Linked DNA regions of Mus musculus: region 1 is linked to region 2. The links are chromatin contacts, called in public HiChIP or PLAC-seq maps. All regions are on one chromosome and are shown on one strand. The core of a region is the stretch at or near the end of the contact, and the rest is flanking DNA. Distances in the headings are between cores, read along the strand shown.

Evidence for each region. HiChIP or PLAC-seq counts read pairs in DNA pulled down with a chosen protein or histone mark.
Region 1: a contact with region 2 is called in a FOXA1 HiChIP or PLAC-seq map of pancreatic cancer cells. The contact joins two enhancer-like sites. A contact is called at or near these places in 12 of 484 Hi-C or Micro-C datasets (the C2C12 cell line, CD4 T cells, the G1E-ER4 cell line and 7 more) and 8 of 115 datasets of contacts at active chromatin or transcription factors (CD8 T cells, bone marrow-derived dendritic cells, bone marrow-derived macrophages and 5 more).

Annotation. Positions count from the first base shown.
Region 1 is chr13:45,836,314-45,839,130 of GRCm38.p6, forward strand. The region is part of intron 3 of Atxn1 (ataxin 1); the gene reads right to left. Among named protein-coding and RNA genes, the nearest start is that of Atxn1, 130 kb to the right of the region's middle. Within about 2 kb of position 1,433, at least 46 of the 459 cell types and tissues checked have an H3K27ac peak or open chromatin away from gene starts, as enhancers often do. A contact at or near this core is called in Th1 cells, embryonic fibroblasts and pancreatic cancer cells, where this site is marked.
Region 2 is chr13:45,693,932-45,696,656 of GRCm38.p6, forward strand. All of the region lies in intron 6 of Atxn1 (ataxin 1), which reads right to left. Among named protein-coding and RNA genes, the nearest start is that of Gm34582, 170 kb to the left of the region's middle. Within about 2 kb of position 1,255, at least 42 of the 459 cell types and tissues checked have an H3K27ac peak or open chromatin away from gene starts, as enhancers often do. A contact at or near this core is called in Th1 cells, embryonic fibroblasts and pancreatic cancer cells, where this site is marked.

The DNA of each region.
Region 1 (2,817 bases), core at 183-2,682, 140 kb after region 2:
GGAAGGAGTAGGGACACAGTTATGGATGGGAAATATGGCTCCTAGGGAAGTGTTTTCAAGATGCAAGCCAATTCACCTGAACTTAGACTGGTCTTCCCCTGTGAAAGTCACTGATCACAGGAAGAAACCATCGCCTGCATGGTTTCCTAGCACTTGGGATTACGGGCATGTGCCAATGCGCCTGGCTTTTTAAAGGGTGTTGGGAATCTGACTCACATCTTCACGCTTGCCTGGCAAACAGTTTTCCGTCTCACCCACATCACCAGTCCTACCTTGGGATCTAGGCCACCCTCAGCATCAACGTGGTCCCACTTTCAGCAGCGTTTACTCCCTGATTCCATCACCCGAATGAGTCCGCTCTCTTCTGCCTGAGACACACAGAATTTCCTTTCTTGAAGGGAAGGAATCCTCGGAGCATCACCTGGAGACAACAGCCTTCCTCTTATGAGGAAGGGCACAGATTCCAGAGAAATGAGTAGCTTTCCCAAACTCACGACCATAGAAGCGAAGCAGGAACTGAAAGCCACACCGTTAACCAGCTCCTGCCGCCCACACAGTCAGGTTTCCCACTCTCTGCTGTCTTGTCTTCCCTGTTTCTCTCATTTCCCAACCCTGTAGGGCTTCTAAGTCATGGAGAAGTGTTTTGTTGCCAAGCAGGCCACTGGGGCAGACTTACCTGGGGTGGACAAAGCATGCGACCAATTCTGTTGGCAGTCATCCTGTTTTGCATCTCTCTCTCTCTCTCTCTCTCTCTCTCTCACTCACTCACTCACACACACACACACACACATGGGCATAGTTCATGCATATTTACCATCAGGAAAAGATTCGGTCTTCTGGGCCTATTGAAGAGACCTGAGTGGTCTTCCCAGGCAATAAAATTATTGCAAAATCCCTACAGGTAGCCAACAGAACCTTTAATTGGCTGACACATGCCACCACTGATTCATTCTGCACCTTTTTACAGGCAAGTGCTTGATTCCATCTTTTTGAAAACAGGTTTATACTTTCAAAGTATTTCCTCTCCCAGTGTTGCCCCTGCCGGAAATGTTACTTTTTGATTATTGGACGCAATAAAACAAATAGCCTACATTAAATTATCTTTTCTTCCAAACACCAGACTAGGAACTTAAGGAACTCAGGAAAAAAGAAAAAAAGGAAGAAACCAATTCCGCACACTAGAAATCAGCAACTCTTCAACAAATCAGTCACCAGCAACAAGTGACTGCCTAGCAGGAGAACCCACATTCAAGTTTCCATGCTGAAAGACAGAGAAATCGTCTCACGCAGTAGCAACGAAATTAATTTTTCTTGAGGAGGGGTGGGACAAGCTAAGGAGCTAGCCAGTTCGATTTTGCTCAGTTCCTAAGCGAGCCTGCCAGGCTATACCCGACTCGAACTGAGAGGAAAGTCAGATGGGGGAATTCCCTTGAAAATATGAGTCACAAATATGATTCACAGGCTTGGAAAATTCAGAGCACAATCACTACAAGTTAAATAAACCCAACCGTGTTATTTGCTAAGTACCTAAGATACGTGCTTCCTTGTAAACACCTAGTGGAGGGAGACTCACACAGCCCTTTCATTTTCCTATTTTGCAGGCTGGCAAAAAAAAAAAAAAATTCTTTTTTCTAAGTTTCACAAACTAGTATAAAAGAAAGTTGAATGTATTTCATTAGCATATGCGTGGGCACAGCTTATGCAAATCTATCATCAGGGAAGGATTCAGTCAACCAGGCCTGAAACCTATGGAAGGGAGGCAAGGGGTTGAAGAGTGCCAGGTAGAGGTAGTCTTTGGAAGCAACAGCTTACAAAATTATCATAAGAAGCAGTCAAAGGGTTTCTGAAGGGCCTGTGCAAGGATTTGGAAGCAGAGAAACCCTAGCTTCAAGATTCTGCTCTGCCCACGTCTCAAAGGTACAGATCCCCATGATGGTCAAGATCCATCATGTCCTGACTGTCTCCTCACCACTTAGTTACCGTAAATTCTTTAGGACACATTTTTGTTGACCTCAAGTGGTCAAGTAGAAATATTAACATGCAGTTTTAGCTAAACTGTTAACAAGAAAAATCTATTCTTCCCGTGCCATCTGTACACAGCAAAGTGCCATTTGTGGAAACCCGTCTTTGGGGTCCTTGGAGAGTACGTTGGATTAGCGCTGTGGTACACCTAAGGTTGGTGGCCACGATGAGAAGCAGAAGTGATAGGAAGGCACCCAGAAGCCATGAAGTTGGTTCATGTAGAGGAGCAAGCCCTCTGCTACACTCCACGGTTCTGTTCCTGCACCTTTGTCTAACACCTGGAATCCAACCTGGTTAGAGCAGCAGTGTGGGTCACTGCCCCTTTGGGGTCACGTATCAGGTCTTTACATTATGATTTGTAGGAGTACCAAATTATAGTAATAAAGTAGCAATGAAATAATTTTATGGTTGGGAGGGTGTTCACCATAACATTAGGAACTGTGTGGAAGGGTTACAGTATTGGGAAGCTTGAGAACCACTCAAACATTATGTTCCTGTAGTGGTGAGGATCAAACCCAGGACCTTGTGAAACCTAAGCAGGTGCTCTACCACTGAGCTATGTTCCTAGCTTTTCAACACATCTCAGTAGTGACAAAGAAGAAAAAGAAGAAGGAGGAGAAGAAGAAGAAGAAGAAGAAGAAGAAGAAGAAGAAGAAGAAGAAGAAGAAGAAGAAGAAGAAGAAGGAGGAGGAGGAGGAGGAGGAGGAGGAGGAGGAGGAGGAGGAGGAGGAGGAGGAGGAGGAGGAGGAGGAAGAGGAAGAGGAGAAGGAGGAGGAGGAGGAGCAGGAGGAAGAA
Region 2 (2,725 bases), core at 5-2,504:
CCTTAAATGCTTTCCCTACCCACAGCAATATCACACATATCACAGACATTTAGCATCTACTCCTACACTGCAGTGAGATCAGTGGATAAGACTGTGACTCTCCAACACTTACACAAAAAGTCAAACATGGCCATGAGACACATGTGACCTTAAAACGGTGGCAGGGCACGGAGACAGGAGGACCGCTTGGGCTTGCTAAGCTGTCAGCACCCACATTGTCTAGCTTCTATTAGCCTGTAATTCCTGCTGCGGGGAACCTGATACCCCCTTCTGGCCGCTGAGAGTACTCTCACTCATGTATGCACACATATGTACAATTAAAAATAAGGACATCTTAAAGGTTGTTAGATTTACTCACGTTTGCGTGTCGACAAATATATCTGGGCATACACACACCATGTCAACGTATAGGGAGATCAGAGGACAATTTGAAGGAGTTGGGTCTCTCCTTCGATCACGTGGGGGCTGAGGGCCTGAATATATATCGTTAGAATTGTTGTGAGCCCCTTTAGCTGCTAAGCCAGTGGCTCTCAACTTTACTAAGGTGGTTCCTCAGGTTGTGGTGACCTCCAGTCATAACATTATTTTCACTGATACTTCACAACTGTAATTTTGCTACTGTCATGAATCATAATGTAAATATCTGTGCTTTCTGATGGTCTTAGGCGACTCCCGTGAAAGGGTTGGTTGACCCCCCCCCAAGGGGGCCAGGACCCACAGGTTGAGAAGTGCTGTGCTAAGCCATCTTTACATCAGAAGGCTACACTCAGCGCATTAAGCCAAAAGCACCGGAAACCTAGGTTGTAGCAAACCATTGGTTTTTAAAGGAGTTAATGAGGAAAAAGGAGGAGCTGATCTGCTCCACGGCAGAGCAATGTCTCCGTGACACTCGACACAAAAGCTACAACTGCAGAGGTCATTCACTTCCATTTCTCTTGTTGTCCATCTTGAAATGTGTCACCGTGTGTGTGTGTGTGTGTGTGTGTGTGTGTGTGTGTGTGTGTGCTGAGACCCAGGTCACATGGCCACTTGCCACATCGACTACAAAATTCAGGTCTCCTGACTCCTCCTCCTTCAGCTTTCAGTGCCTTCCCCTTCCTGTGCAAGGCTTGAAGCCTCTCAGCTCTCTGAGAGCCAGGTGGAGACACACACACCTCTGTGGGTAAAGGCCAACTGTTAGGAAGAGTGTGACAGAAGGGAGCGGCTGCTAATGAGACAGGCCTGAGTAATCAGGCTGAGGCGTTGTCGGCAGGAGCTGATGAGGCTGGACCGCTTGGCCGAAGATGCTGTGATCACTGCTCACACCTGACAACACCCACACTCATACCCGTCTGCGTGCAAATACACATTCCTTGGCGATCCCTGTTTGTCACACCCTTCTGAGGCACCGGCCTCAAGGCTCTCAGGGCATGAGGACCAAGCTGAAAATAGAAACGGAGGGTTAGAAGGGTGGGGCAAGGTTCAAGCAATTCAAGCAGTGAAAAGAAAGTCCTCGAAGCATGCCTGAGGAGGTCACTGGAGTTTCACATTTTCTTCTTCTCTGCTCACTCTGTTTACAGAGAGATTCTTCAAGTGCCTTAGAGTTGACCGTGTGGTATCTCCAATTTTACTCTTCAGGACCTTAGAGAACTTTTATATCTGAGGTCTGATATAAGCCCTTAATTGCAACAGTGTAAAAGGCAAACCCACCATAACAGTCACAAAGCTGGCCTGGACCAAAGTAACTCCTCTCATTTAAACGGAAGTTAGGTCTGAGAGTGACTTTCTGTAAGACTCATGCTTCCCAGGAAAACAGCAACTTAGAAAACATCATGATGCCAGCAAGTGACCTGCCCAGCAGTGTTTGCGGTGAAACATCCTAAAACTTAAACCCAACAGGGCCCCAGAGTTGTCCGTGAGCGTGACGAAAACTTTTATGAGAAAATAACGTATACAATTCTCCCCCCATGCTGCAGCCCTAAACCAACATGTCCGTTGCTTATTGATTAGGAGGCGTACAGCAACCCACAGATTTATAAAATAACACTTTCTTTGGTGGTGATGGGGGTGGTGAACTGCCTGGGGTCATCGATATATTTGACCTTAACAGTATGACTAAGAATAAAGGACATGGCCATGGGTTCCAGGGCAAGTCACAAACTTATAGAATCCACGGGAGCACACCCACCAGTGAAAACATGCTAAAACAGCAGCGCCTTCCATCAGCTACAATGAGGGGCAGCAAAGTATTGCATTTAAATTCAAGTGTGTTCCATAGCTGCAGTTGCTCATGGAGGCCAGTAGAGGGCACTGAATCTCCTTGGGCTGTAGTCACATAGAGTAGTGTGTTACTCTGATGTGGGTGCTGGGAACTGAACTCTGGGCCTCTGGAAGAGTAGCATGTGCCCTCAACCTCTGAGCCGTCTCTCCGGTTCCAGGAAGTTTTAAACTGAACGAGTTAATTTTGGCAACACTATTAAACCACTACGAAATAGGGATAAATATTTTAATATATATCACAAGATGGTTTTGAGAATTCTTTTGACATTAATACCCTTTTTCTCTCGGATATTTGATGTATCTATCTCAATTTTATGAAATCTTTTAGGCAATCATAAAGAGTAAGTGATAAAAGACTGAAAAGTAACTGTGATTGAGTCACCAAGAAATTCAGTGGGTAAGGAAGGGCACAGGCTACCAAGCCTGACCACTTAAACTTCAGTGAATAAGAACCTAATAACAAGCT